Linked DNA regions of Pan troglodytes: all the other regions are linked to region 1. Evidence: chromatin contacts called from public HiChIP or PLAC-seq data. All regions are on one chromosome and are shown on one strand. The core of a region is the stretch at or near the end of the contact, and the rest is flanking DNA. Distances in the headings are between cores, read along the strand shown. Region 1 holds the start of DPYSL5 (dihydropyrimidinase like 5). Region 2 holds the start of EMILIN1 (elastin microfibril interfacer 1). Region 3 holds the start of TMEM214 (transmembrane protein 214).

What was found. HiChIP or PLAC-seq counts read pairs in DNA pulled down with a chosen protein or histone mark.
Region 2: a contact with region 1 is called in an H3K4me3 HiChIP or PLAC-seq map of stem cell-derived excitatory neurons, with 2.7 times the contacts expected there. The contact joins the promoter of EMILIN1 here to the promoter of DPYSL5 in region 1. A contact is called at or near these places in 1 of 7 Hi-C or Micro-C datasets (stem cell-derived neural progenitor cells) and 1 of 1 datasets of contacts at active chromatin or transcription factors (stem cell-derived excitatory neurons).
Region 3: a contact with region 1 is called in an H3K4me3 HiChIP or PLAC-seq map of stem cell-derived excitatory neurons, with 2.2 times the contacts expected there. The contact joins the promoter of TMEM214 here to the promoter of DPYSL5 in region 1. A contact is called at or near these places in 3 of 7 Hi-C or Micro-C datasets (blood and induced pluripotent stem cells) and 1 of 1 datasets of contacts at active chromatin or transcription factors (stem cell-derived excitatory neurons).

Annotation. Positions count from the first base shown.
Region 1 is chr12:96,006,790-96,011,417 of NHGRI_mPanTro3-v2.0_pri, forward strand. It overlaps DPYSL5 (dihydropyrimidinase like 5), which reads right to left and starts at 2,064. Exons shown (of 13, transcript XM_003308916.6): 1 at 1,657-2,064.
Region 2 is chr12:95,776,070-95,780,697 of NHGRI_mPanTro3-v2.0_pri, forward strand. It overlaps EMILIN1 (elastin microfibril interfacer 1), which reads right to left and starts at 2,303. Exons shown (of 8, transcript XM_515351.8): 1 at 1,622-2,303; 2 at 587-706; 3 at 1-125. The coding sequence starts at 1,791.
Region 3 is chr12:95,821,290-95,825,917 of NHGRI_mPanTro3-v2.0_pri, forward strand. TMEM214 (transmembrane protein 214) reads right to left here and starts at 2,724. Exons shown (of 16, transcript XR_010149175.1): 1 at 2,470-2,724; 2 at 1,374-1,573; 3 at 365-515; 4 at 1-56.

The sequences.
Region 1 (4,628 bases), core at 814-3,313:
CGGGCGGCGGCGCTGCACCAGAAGGCACCCGAGCCGGAGTCGGGGGGTGGCTGTCTGCAGGCCCCCAGGCCGGGGGAGCGCCTCCTACACGGGATTCCCGGCGTGGCCAGGCCCCCATACAACCCCAAAGCCAGCACGTGCCCGGAGGTTCCGCAGGGAGTATTCCCAGCACCAGAAAACTGCACCCTCGCGTCCTGGGTGGCCCTGGTTTGTCGTCGGGTGGACACCAGGGTCGGCTATTGTTCTCCGGGTCTCCCCGAAGGGAGACCCGCCTCCCTGGCAGCACCTGCTGCTGGGCAAAGCCTTTCAGCTCCTCGAGAAAAGGGCGTGCCGTGGGCGCCGCGGAAGATCACAAAACCCTAAGTGAGTCGCTACCGGCTGGTTTCAAGCCTGGAGACAAAGCTCCTCACCAAGCCAGCCCAGCCCGGTCCCGGATCTGCCATCCTGGGTCCCTACCCCCGGTCCGAGGGCCACGCCCAGCCGGCCACCTGGGCCGCGGGGCCCCACGCCTGGAGCTGAGGACCCTCGGGCCCGAGACCGCCTCTCAGCTGCTTGCCCCTCCATCCTCGGGAGGCTCCCCTTCCCAGGAGGCCCCCCTCCCCCGCACAGCGCGGGTCTTCTCCTCGCTCCCGTCCTCCCTCCTCAAACCCAGGCGGCCTCCACCCGCCTGCATCCCTCCTCCCCTCCCCATTCTTCAGCAGAACCAGCCTCGCCGGGCGCCACCTGCACCGAGCTCCTTCCCTCGTTCTTCGGACCCGCCCCCGCCCCTTCTCTTTCCTCCTCAAACCCTAGTTCCCACTCCCTGCTCCCCGAGACCCACTACCTGTCCTAACCCAGCTCCCCAGCCTTCCCCATCCCCATCTTTTCTCAACCGAGGCCTCCCCTCGCCCTCTCCCGGCTTCTCTCCAGCTCAGACTACAGCCCCGTCCCCAGGCCCGGGGCGTCGACGTCGGTGCCCGCTGAGATCGATGCTGCAAGGCGGGCTCCCACGCTGGGCTCCAGCCGAGGGACCCAGCTCGGCGCCCGCTCCGGGCTGGGCAGCCGCAGGAGGCCTTTGTGGCTCAGGCGGGAGGTTCGGAGGCGGCGGGCGAGTCCTCTGCAGGCGTCCGCTCCGTTAGCCTGGCGGTGGAACAGACCGCCGGGTCGGGTCCAGGCTGGGCAGATCCCAGCTCGGAGGCGAGAAGGACGGAGGGTGTGTATCTGGGTGGTGTGTGGGACCGGGGACAGCGCAGATCCTGGGACCGGCAGGACTGGCCCCCGGCCAGAGGCGCCCCCGCCCAGCGCTCCAGCGGTCCACTGCACCGCGCCCGGCTAGGAAAGCGGCCCACTGCGTGCTAGGCGCGAAACCCCTCGGCCGAGCCGCCTCCTCACCCCAGGGCTTTGCAACCCCGCGAGCACGCATTAAACGCTTACTATGAGCAAGGCCCGGCACGGCGCTTCGTGGGCGTACAAAGAGGACCCCAAGAGCGCCCCGGCTTAGCCCCGATGGCCACCTCCCAACCCCAAACCACACCTCCCGCCGCGTCCCCTGCGGCCGGGCCCCAGGCTCACCCGGCTCCCCGCCCTTTTGTGCGCCTCACGCAGAAACAGAAGGGGGAGAGGAGGATTTCCTAGCCCGGGAGGGGTAAGCCCACCGACCCCCCTGCCATCACCCACTCCTCCGAGATGCTGCGGCCGCGGGGGCCCGTGGCTCGGTCCGTCTCCGTCTCGCCGCGGCGCCGGAGCTGCGGGTGCTCGGGGCGGCGGCGGCGGCTGCACGCGCGCTCGCTCGGGGGCCGCCTCAGCGCGCCCAGCGCGGGAGTCCAGAGTGGGGAGCGGGGGAGGGGCGCGTGTCGGGGGCTGGGAGCGGCCTCCGCCAATCACCGCGCGGCCGGCTCCTCCCGCCGCTCCCCACCTCAGCTAGCAGGTTAAGGGGAGGCGGGGACAGGCGGCGTCCCGCATCCTCGGCGCCGCGCGCCGCCGCCGCCTGGGGACTACAACTCCCGGCAGGCCCTGCTGCAGGGCCGGGGTCCGAGAGCGGACGGAGGGCGCGGCCGGAGAACTCACCGACCCCCCTAGCACCCGGCTCCGCGTTCCCTCGGGTTTCCATGGCGACTCAGGACACCACAAAGCCTGGACGCGCTGAGGCACGGGTCCCCGGGGAGGGCCGGGGGCGGTTCCGGAGGACACCCCGCCTCCCCTCCCCCAGCTGGATCCCACCCCAGGGACTGAAACAATGCCGCGGCCCCCTCTCCCGGGCTGCGGCCGCGCTGCCCTCCGCCGCAGGACCCCGCCGAGGCCGCCTGGTTCGCGCCAAGACCGGCTCCGACGCCCGCGAGATTGCAGGATGCAAAGGGCCGGGTGGGCGTTATAGGAAAACTGTTCTCATGAACAAAGTGGACGGCCACTTGGGGCCACCGCAGTTCGCATCTGCACCCGGTGAGGTCTCGAACCCGGAGTGCGTTCTCTCCACTGAGAAGATTTTGCCCAGCGCCACGCGGGTGCTTCCCTGTCCAGAGCGCTCAGGCCCAGTGCCTGTCTTATTTCTGGCTTCTGTCAAGGGACAGCGAAGCCTTTGGAAATTATTTATAACCCAATTTACATTCGCTTCACCTGTTTCTTCATGTTTAAATACATACATAATTTACCAAAATAAACAAATCTAAAAAAGGAGAGGAAGGATCATCCCCGGTTTGTCCCACCTCCCTAGCTAATCCCGGTTCAAGCCTTTGCCATTGATCTGTGTTATTTTCTGCAGTTGTAATAATAGTTTGGATTAGTCATTTGCCTCTTTGCACTTAATGTCACTCCAAAGGCGTTGCGATGCGCGTTAAAATGCAGCATCAAGGACCCCCAAGCTGCAGCTGCAGAATCCCTCCCTCCCCGGGCTCCCCGGCGATCCGGTGGGGAGAGGAGTCCCCTGGCAGCCATGGCCTCGTGAGGTGGTTCTCTTTGCAGGATACTTTCAAACAAAATGGTGTTCACTACTCCGGGGGCGTGGAGGGGGTCCCCTCTCCCCATCTCAGCAAAATCTACCCGGGCGCAGGACCCGCAGAGCCCGCCAAGGCGGGGTTCCCTGCCGTCCTTCCCCAGAGAGCTTAGGGCCTGGACCAGGCCAGGCTGGCCTTTGAGGGATGCATTTCTGGATTACCCCACCCCTGAGTCTGCACTCCTTCTCCCCTTCCCAACTCCCCTCTGCTTGGTAAGCAGAGAGCAGGGAGCCCCCAGAGGAACCTCAAAGCATCCCCAACCCAGTGCAGCCCGGGATGTGGCTGTGAAAACTGCTCCAGCTTGGGGCACTGCCCTATGGATTCTCCAGGGCTTGCCCGGACAGGGATGTAGGCAAAATGGACTGGGCTGCAGGGAGGTGGCGTGGAGCTGCCAGCGGCCTCCCGGCGGCGGGGTTCCGAGACTACCGCGCGCGGGCGGTGCTGCGCTTTTCGCTTAAGGGAGAGAGAGCCCTCTAGTGACTGTAAATGTTTTCTGCAGCGTCTCGTAGACCTTAAATTTGGATTCTAGCATCTTAGCTTTCTTGGGCTACCTTCCCTAGTCAGCGAAACGGCTGCCTCTACGTCATCTGTCAGTTTAGGACATTGATAAAGGTTGCACCCAAACCGGGGGTTGCATATGTCCTCAGTCCTCGACTTCGGTTTGTTGTTGCTAACTTAGGCTCCATTTCCTGGGAAGTAGAAAGAGCACAGAGCTGGGAGTCCCGCATTGCTGGGTTGGAATCCTTGCTCCTTCAGTTTCTGCCTACTTGACCTTGAGAAAGTGACTTACTCCATCTGACCCTTAGCTCCACCCAGAATATTGGGGTCATATACATTCTTTTAACCTTGTCGTGGAAATTAAATGAAGAAAGGTAGATAAAGGCCATAGCACATTGCCTGGCATAGTGTGCATGCAACAAATGCAGCTATTATTATTTATCCCACAGAAAGTGGTTATTGAACAGTGTGAGGGATATAAGAATATGTGACACTCCCCACAGTAACAGCCACAAAAGGCAATATGTTGTGATTTTTATTATAAAGCTCATATTACTACTCGGTCAGATAAAGTAGAATAAGAATTCAGATGAGAAAGAAATCAGTTCTGCATAACACTGGGAGATGGAGGAGCTAGAATTTGGATTTCACCTGGATATTGATTTGATGGACAGTTCTAAGCAAAGGTCTGAGATTCTGGGGTGAAGGAGCAAAAGCTTATGGGTGGGGAACCCAAGGGGGTATTTGGAAGACAGCAGAAGAACCCACCATGTCTTGAAAGTCAAGTCCCTGAATGAGGGTGATGGGAAGAGAATGGGGATGGTGAGTTAGGCAGGGGTTGGGGGTCAGACCTCACAAAGCCCAGGGCTACTGGTTTTTATGAGTAAATGTGTTCTGAGTTCCCAACAGCCTTAACAAACTTCAGAATAAATACAAGTTAAAGACCACCATGAAAGGAGGAGGGAGGAAAATCGCACTGTCTGAACTCCTATTATGAGCCCGGGTCTATTTGGTGTTTTACAACACATCATTTAATCCTTGCTACTCCACACAGGAGGTAGCATTGCTCATTTCTTACAAATGAGGCTATCTGGATTTAGAGAGGTTAAACGATTTGCCTGGGAAGTCACACTGCTGTAAGCAGCAGAGCCAGGATTCCAA
Region 2 (4,628 bases), core at 1,053-3,552, 230 kb before region 1:
GCCCCAGCGCTGGAGCAGGACTCTCAGCACAGTCATCGCCCCCATAACCCTGACAGCACCTCCACTCCATGTCGGTCACTGTCTTGTAGGCCACACGGTAGCGAGGGCGGAGGAAGCGGCGGTACCTGGCAGAGGCAGAAGGAGGCCTCTTTATTCCTCCCTGTACTGTCAGTGACCCTGGTCCCTGTCCTCGGGGGTGGGCAGCTGCTGGTGGGCATGGCCTGTCCCTCAGGCTGGGTCCCTCTTACTGTCCAACATGTGGCCTTGCTTAGCTGACAGCTGTCAGCTTTTTGGCCAAGGGTTAAATCCCTGCTCTTCCTTCCCTTGCCCTGTGCTGGAACCTTGAACTCCTCTGCTTGAGCCTGAGCCATCCCAGAGAAGGCATCTGGGGCTGGCACGTGAGGCAGGTTTGCCCTCAGTCTCCCACCAGCCAAACTGTGGTCTCAGTATCTCCTCAAAATGGCTGTGACCCTAGCCCCTGTCCTGCCCTCGCTCCCTGCTTCATACAGACTCCCTGAGTCAGCCACCCACCATCTGCCCTCACCCAGTTCCCACCAAGGGCCCGTTCCCCAGCCCTGGGACTCACATGATGCTTTGGGGACACTGGGGCTGGCCCCAGGCACAAGGCTGGTACTTGACATATGTCTCCACTCCATCCTCAAGGACACAGCTCACTGTCCGGGTCACCACATAGGCACACCAGTTCCTGTAGGTACAACCCCCTCTGGGTCCAAGGACCAAAGATCCACGCCCTGGAGGAGGGCCCAGGGGCTACCAGAGGGGCTGAAGAAGGCTCCAAAGATGCAGAGCCCTTGGGGATCAGTGAGAGCAAGGGCTTTGGCATGGCCACCCTCCCTATCCCCCACGCTTTCCTGTGTAGCAGAAGCAGATAAAGACTTTTCAAGATGGGGAGAGGCGCAGAATGGAAAACCACAGAGCAGTCAATCCTCATGGCGGTGGGGTCCCGGGGAGCCTCTGAATGTACACAATCATGTGTGTCCCTTTCTGGGCCTGTCTCAGTCCCCAGTTTGGCATGCTGTGTGTGCATAGCCAGCCCGGGCCCTGTGGGTGATCTGAACACTGGCTTCCACCCCACCCCTCCAGGAGAAGACGGGCAGGCCAGCTTGGGGTTAAGTAGAGAATAAGCCATTGATGAGCCTGCCCCTCTTGGGGATTGCAGTTCTATACTCCTGGCCCCATTCACGCCGGCCTCTGATCTGTGTCTGGCTGGAGGGCTGGAGGGAACAGAGCTGGAGTGGTGTCAGAATTATGGATTACTGGATGGGGCCAAGGGAGCCCTAGAAGGGGACAAAAGTTCTCCCTGAGGCTCTGGGGCTAGGATACAGAGGGCAGCTGGGAGGAAGGCCTGGCCCGGTCCCCTCAGGGTAGCTTCCCTGGGGCATGTGGGAGCGGACCCCCTAGGTGACCCAGGGAACATATGTGTTCAGGGGGTCCTGGAAAAGGCCCCGTGGGAAGGTGGGCATGTGAGGAGCCACCTGATGGATGGGCTTCTCACTCCCCCTCTGCCCTGCATTAGCGGACACAGCAGAGAGCCAGGCGGAGGTGGCATTCTGACCCCTTCCTCACCACCCAAGCCTCGGGCTGGGATCCAGACTCTTACCTGTGGCGGCTGGCTGGCCGGGGGGCAACCTGGGCCTGGGGGCCCCCGGGGCTGAGGGCCCCACTGGACCCTGTGTAGAGGCTGAAACCTCGAGGAGGGTAGCTGGCGGCCCCTGCAGCTGCCGTCAGCAGGCAGCAGAGGTAGCAGCTCCAGAGGGTGCGGGGGGCCATGGCGGGGCGCTCCACAGTGGCCCTCAGAGACTCATCCCGCCCAGCCACTGGCGCCTCTGCCGGCCCCGGGGATGCTGCTGCTCCACAGGACAGCCCGAGCCTGGCCCGTCCGTCCGTCCCAGTTTCCTGCTGATAGCTCCCGGCCACACGTCTTCTCCTTGGCTGCCTGGCCTGACCCCTCTCCCCTCCTCTTTCCTCCTCAGCTCCTGTCCGTCCCCTCTCGGTTCCTTCCGCTCTCCTCTTCACTTCTGAGGGGGTTTGTTCTCTGTGCCCCCTCTGGCCTCCCGCGCCTGGTCCCTGCCCCTCTCAGGAGCTGCGTCTCAGAAGTTGCCTCCTGGGCGTCTGCCCCCTCGTCCCAGCTGGCCCTCTTCTGGTCTCCCTGTCCTCTTTCCCTGATGACCGGATCCTGGGGGTGACAGGGCTTTGCCCCTGTGGCTGTTCGGAGGCGCGAGAGTGGCTGTGGGGCGGGCCCTGGCCTCCTCCTCCCTGCTGGCTCCCCTCCCTTCCCCCCTGTCTGGCTGGCGGTCCGGCCTCCCCCTTCCTCCCCCCACCTCTCCAACCATCGTGCGCCACATCTGCTTCTTGTTAACTCCGGGAAAGAGGGAAAAAAAAGGAAAAACAGAAATGTGGAGTTGCCGCCGGGCTTGAGGCCAGCCTCTCAGATGGGCCACATGGAGCCAGGGCCGAAGCTGGGAAGGAGGCCCAGGGCTGGTCACTCCGACTGGAAACAGGAGCCAGAGCCGCAGCTCCCCTGGGGCTGGAGCAGACCTCCCCTGGGGGAGAGGGCCCCAGAGAGGGAGCCCAGAGGGGAGGGTGGGAGGCAAGGACTGACTGGACAAGGGAGAATGAACTCGGAGGGCTCAGCAGGCCTTCACTCACCGTCTAGTCTAGCAGTCTCCTTTTAGAGATGTGAAAATTGAGGTCAGAGTGGGAGAGTGACTTGTCCAAGGTAACACAGCAAGTCAATGGTGAGGCTGAGAACACACACTAAATACCAGGTCAGTGACTTGGGAGAAAGGAGGAGAGGAGAATGTGCTGCTGGGCCAGGGAGGAAAAGGTCAAGGACTCCACTGAGGCAGATGGGAAATCCACAGATGACAGAAGAGGAAGAAAGGGCCAGGTGTGGTGGCTCACGCCTGTAATCCCAGCTCTTTGGGAGGCTGAGGTGGGCAGATCACAAGGTCAGGAGTTCGAGACCAGCCTGACCAACATGGTGAAACCCCATCTCTACTAAAAATACAAAAATTAGGCATGTTGGCACACGCCTGTAATCCCAGCTACTCAGGAAGCTGAGGCAGGATAATCGCTTGAACCCGGGAGGAGGAGGTTGCAGTGAGCCAAGATCACACCACCGCACTCCAGCCTGGGCGGCAGAGCGAGACTCTGTCTCAAAAAAAAAAAAAAAAAAAAAAAAAAAAAAGAACAGAGGAGGAAGAAAAGCACCTGGCAATGGGGAGCAGGCTTCTGTCAAGCGGTAGAGGGCACGTGGGCAGGAAGAGAAAGAACCTTTCTTAAAGGGATAAATGAAAATGGGTCCTGGGCTTGTTTTGGTGATGGTCAGGCCATAACTGGATGAGGGTGGCGGTGAGGTAAATTGGGACCTATCTTTAGAGCACCAAAGGAAGTCAGTCCCTGGCCTGGAGGCAAGTCTGATAGCTCTCAGTGACAGGCAAAGAGCCGTCAGCCTGACCTGAAAGTTCCACCTGTGCCATCTTGATCTAAAAGCTTGGTCCCCGTCACCATCTGACCCGCAGCTCTTGACCGGGGTCTCCAGGTGGTGGGATGCTTGGGAGAAAGAAACAGAAGCACTAGACAGAAAGGAGACAGGAGAATGCTGTGTGCCAGGCACTGCGGAGGTGCCCAGGTAGCAAAGGCATAGGTAAGACCCAGACGCTGTCCACTAAGGAGCAACTGAGGTTGTTGGAGAATGGGACACAAGCCCCCAAACAGAGAACCATCACAAGCCAGGACAGAAAAAGTGCCAAGGGGCAGGACAGAGGGATGATGTGTGTTCCAGCTAGGAGGAGGGAAAAGACACCTGGCTGCTGGAGACAGTCAGAGGAGAGGCTGGAAAAGACAAAAGCTGAACAGCATTGGGGTGGGGGTGGGGGTAGGGGGCAGGAGTCAAGAACAGAGACAAGGCAAGGAGAGAGATTTCAGGCTCAGGAAGAGCGGTCTGCCTCAGTCTCCTCAGCTGTAACACAGGAATAGCAGGACTCTCCATCCCACTTTGTGAGGATTAAGTAAGTCAATGCATGTAAAGCATTCTAGAACAGTGTCTGGCAAATGGTAAATGCTCAATCAATGTTAGCTCTTTTTTGTGTGTCAGGAAAAAATGGGACCGAAATTCAGAGAGGTAGATTGTCGACAAATTAGGGAGAGGCTCAAATGACTGGTTATGAGGTTGTATTGCAAGTTTTTGAGTAGAAGCATATACACATACACGAAAGAAGGTATTGTGGGTGAGAGCGCTGAATACGGTGTCAGAACACAGGCAATGTAGCCCCAGCTCCTCCTATCACTATGACCCAGCAAATCCCATGACACCACTGGGAGTCTATGTGTCATCTAAAGTCCCTTCCAAATTCTACATTGCAAAGTGATGCAGACGTGGGCTCTGGTGGTGACAGTGACCATGGATAGGCAGGGAACTTTGTGACTGCCTGAGTAATGAGGCTTGGTGACTGCCTGAGTAATGAGGGACCAGATGAAAGGAGACACGAGGGAAGATTCCAGCATTTGAGCCAGGATGGGGAAGTCGGGAAGAGAGCAGGTTTGGAGGAAAGAAAAGTGATCGTAGTTTGAAGATACTGAATTTAAGATGAGAGTAACACATC
Region 3 (4,628 bases), core at 1,474-3,973, 180 kb before region 1:
CAGCAGCCCTCGGATGATCCCACGCAGCTCCCGGCTCACCAGGCTGTAGGGATAATCTAAGGCCCGTAGGCCTCAATGTGAGTGCTAGGACCAGACACCCATCAGCTCTGAGAACTGTGGTGCTCTCCCTGAGAATGGTGAGTGGAGGCAAAGGCCCCTGCACTGAGGCTGGGATCCTTCCTCTGAGGAGGCCCAGAGGGAGGATCACAGAATGAGGCCCAGAAACATTCACAGTCACGATGATTTGAGACCAGCCCAAATCACCCATGGAAATCAGGACAGTGTGGGGCACTGGGATCTGTTATACCACCCTTTTTGAATTTATTTGAACTTGTCTGAGCTTGAGGAAGCTGGAAGGACTTACCATGAGTATGCTGGCTCAGCGTGGGTTCACTTAGAGGAGCTTGTAGCTTGTAGTTGAGATAGCTGGCCAGGTCCTTCAACCATATGGATGGGTTTCCAGAGAACACACTCTGGCTCTTGTCCAGTTCCTTCTGCAGGTCTGCCACATCCAGCTGCCAGGGACAATCCCCCAACCCCCCACCATGGCTAGTTGTGAGTGAGGGAGTAAAGAAATGGGGTAGGGGTGGGAAAATGGTTGAACTAGGTGGCAGTAGAAGAAGGGATTCCATTTTTAAGCATAAGAACATGGAATGCTGCAATTCTGCTGTACCCACATCTTTAAGAATGGAACAGGACAGCTGAAAATGCTGATCTCAGGCCCTCCACATGTTCAAGAGGAAAACAGAGGGCCAGGCGCGGTGGCTCACACCTGTAATCCCAGCACTTTGGGAGGCCAAGGTGGGCGGATCACCTGAGGTCAGGAGTTCAAGACCAGCCTGGCCAACATAGTGAAACCCCATCTCTACTAAAAATACAAAAATTAGCCAGGCGTGGTGGCAGACGCCTGTAATCCCAGCTACTTGGGAGGCTGAGGCAGGAGACAGAGGTTGCAGTGAGCTGAGATCACACCACTGCACACCAGCCTGGGCGACAGAGGGAGACTCTAGCTCAAAAAAAAAAAAAAAAAAAAAAAAAGAGGAAAACAGAGGACAAGACAGAAAATGAAAGATCAGTATTTCCATAGGACAGAGAATCATAACCAGTTTCTCCATCTCCTCCCTGGTGTTCCTGGGTCTTCAAGGCTTTCCTCTTACCAATCCATGTTTCCCTATAAATTTTCCATTTCCTTTCTATTCTAAGTGCAGGCATTCTGTTCCCCTGGGGTTTCCATCTTTTCCTGAACTCCTCTCAACCCTTAAAGTGTTTCAAATCCCATAGGATCTCAGCTGCCCATCCACCTCCCCCTCCTCTCATCTTCTCTAAATCTCAAGCCCCCATTCTTTCTGCGTCTCATGTCTAGGCACACTCACAGCTTTCAGTGCTTCCTCCAGGCCGCGGAAGCGGCCCTGCTTCTGGTTTTGGTTGGGAGGAGTTGCCACCTTCTTTGGCTGCTTCTTGTTCCCTGGTTTCTTAGGCTCCACAGCAGGGGGTGGGACCTGCTCCTTATTCTGCCGCTTCATGATATTCTCAAAGCCCCGCTCATAAAGGGTGCTTGTGGTCTGGATTGCAGCTGGGGTGAAGATAGGTAGAGAAAGGCAGGCCACCCTTGAGTCCCCAAGGCCTCACCTATCAGTGGTCCCTTTCCCCACACTGCCACCTAATTCATCTCCAGGGAAGAGCCTGTCTCAAAGTCCCTTCCTCTTGGACTGCTTAAGGAGCAGGGCAGGCTGTTCTCCTGGTAGCTTCTTTCATTACAGCTCTCGAGTCTATGGGCTCTTTCATAAAGATGGGGCAGTTCTTCATTAGACAAATCAGAGTATGTAGGAACAAGCAGAGAGGTTGGATATAGAGGTTTGCCTTATTCAGTGAGTGGCTACTAGTCTGGGAAGACAAGCTTTTTCCATCTTGGTCCTACCCTAACGCCTCTTGGTTCCGACATGACAACTCTATAACCAACAAGTGGCAATTTTCTCCACTCCTCAGTGGAAGAACCAGGTGTCACTTATAATTCCTGGTGAGTGTTGAGTGTGTGGCGGTCATTTCTCCCACTGCTGGGCCTCCTGTCCCTTCCTCCATGACCTGGTTACTTAAAGAGGGGGCACCGTGTATAATGATCCACAGTACCTCTTCAAAGCTCAGACACCTGCCCAGAGAGACCAGCTAGGGCCCTGGGCAGCTGGGAGAGTGTGTGCAGTGAACTGAGCGTCTGAGGACCGGAATCCTAGCCCCTCTGACACATGACCCTGGCCAAGGTATCCAACTTCACTGGGCCTCAGTTTACTCATCTGGGAGGTGAGGACCGCAACCTTCCCTGGAGCTGTCTGCCTCCCGTGAGGCTCCAAACAGACAACGCAAGCGTGGCGCTCGGGGATGTGCCTGCGAGCTCGCGCCCAGGTTCTGGGAGCGGCTCGCTGCGACCCTGCCGGACAGGCCTGGGGTAGGCGGCGGGACAGGGCGGGTACTCACGGGTCAGGTCGTATTTCCACACTCCGTTTGCTTCCCCGAGCGCCCTGCGTTTCCTGCCGCCGCCTCGGCCGCCGGCGCCGGCGCCGGCCCCAGGCCGCCGACCCTTCTTCACTACCTCCCACCGCCCCACGCCCGCCGTCTTGGTCGCCATGGCTAGCAGCCCTCCCTCCTCAGCCACTTCCCCGGCTTTCCGGTCCGGCGCGGGCGCGCCGCACTCTGCCACGTCTCCTCGCAGGACCGCGCGCCCGGCGCTCGGCGCCCGCCGCAAGGCAGCCTGGGACTTGTAGTCCCTCTCCTGGGCCGGGCTCTCCTGGGCCGGGCTCTCCTGAGCGAAGAGCATCGGGAAGAGGCTTCCGCGGCAGCCTGCGGCCCCCGCCCAGGCGAAGAGGCCGGGAGGAGAGGAGATTCCCTTCTGAGAACGTTCATTGAGCGTCGATGTGAAGGCCACGGCATTGAGAGACTTGGTAGAACTGCTTCTGTTTTTCTTTCCTTTATTGATCAATTGATTGATTGATTGACAGGGCCGCGCTCTGTCGCCCAGACTGGAGTGCAGTAGCGCGATCTCAGCTCACTGTAACTTCCGCCACCCAGGTTCAAGCGACTCTCGTGCCTCAGCGTCCCGAGTAGCTGGGACTACAGGCTCCCGCTGCCAAGCCCAGCTAATTTTTGTATTTTTAGTAGAGACGGGGTTTCGCCATGTTGGCTAGGCTGGTCTCGAACTCCTGACCTAAAATGACCCACCCCACCCCCACCCCTCAGCCTCCCAAAGTGCTGGGATTACAGGCGTGAGCCACGGCGCCCGGCCACTGTTTTTCTTTCCTTTCTTGTAGAGCTGGAAGGATGGAAGGGAAGTAGTGCTCCTCATCTCTAGGGAGAGTTTGAAGATTAAATGCTTCCTTCCTTCTAGGAAAGTGCTGGCTTTACTGTTGCTGGTGATTAAACCTCGGGTTTAATGGGCTATACAAATCTATTGCCAAAGAACAAGGAAGAGGATGGGGGCTTGAGGAAAGGGCAGAGTGTGGGGGAGCTGGGGTAGGAGGTGGAGAATGGAGAATAATTTTTTTTTTTTTTTGAGACAGGATCTTGCTTTGTCGCCCAGGCTGGAGTTCAGTGGCGCGATCACGACTCACTGCAGCCTCAACTTCTAGGGCTCAGGTGATCCCCCACCACGGATCACCTGACCCACCACCACCCCCGGCTAATCTTTGGTATTTTTTGTAGAGACGGGGTTTTGCTGTGTTGCCCAGGCTGATCTCAAACTCCTGGGCTCAGTGATCCACCCTCTTCAGCCTCCCAAAGTGCTGGGATTACAGGAGTGAGCCACTGCTCCCGGCCTCTGAGTTCTTCTCATGGGAGGCTGAGAAAAGTCTGGGGGTCTGGGACAGCCAGGGCCGGGTTTCCCCTTCCAGGCAATGAGAAAGAACAGGCTCTGCCTCCCACCACAAGAGTCAATCCCAAGTTCCAGATGTGTCAGGGAAGCGATGGAGAGCCCCAGACTTGAGGCATCTGCAGACAGGTTCCTGCTCAGACATCCGCGTGGAGGGTGTTAGTATCCTGGGAGCCTTCAGAACCTTGAAGCATGCCAGCAGAGGAGAATGAGGGAAGATAAAATCAAAGTGACTTATCACAATTAAGGAAATGTGCTATTTCATGTACAACTGTGTGTGAGGATGAGATTCCTACCTGCCATACTGAGGTATTATGGTAAGAACTAAGAGAGTCCAAATTCCTACAGGATGAACAGCTGAGGGAGCGATGCATTCCTTAGGAAGGAGTTTAGCTTCCCGAAGGAGATGGCAGCTGAGATGGGTTCTGAGAAATAGCATTTTCATTGGTTCCCCGGGCGCCGTGGCTCACGCCTGTAATCCCAGCACTTCGGGAGGCCAAGGTGGGTATCACCTGAGGTCAGGAGTTTGAAACCAGTCAGGCCAACATGGTGAAACCCCATCTCTACTAAATACAAAAAAGTAGCCGGGTATGATGGCGCAGGCCTATAATCTCAGCTACTTGGGAGGCTGAGGCAGGAGAATCGCTTGAACCTTGGAGGCGGAGGTTGCAGTGAGCCGAGATTGTGCCACTGCACTCCAACCTGGGCAACAAGAGCTAAACTCTGTCTCAAAAAACCCAAAACAACAACAACAACAAAAAACAAAATTGAA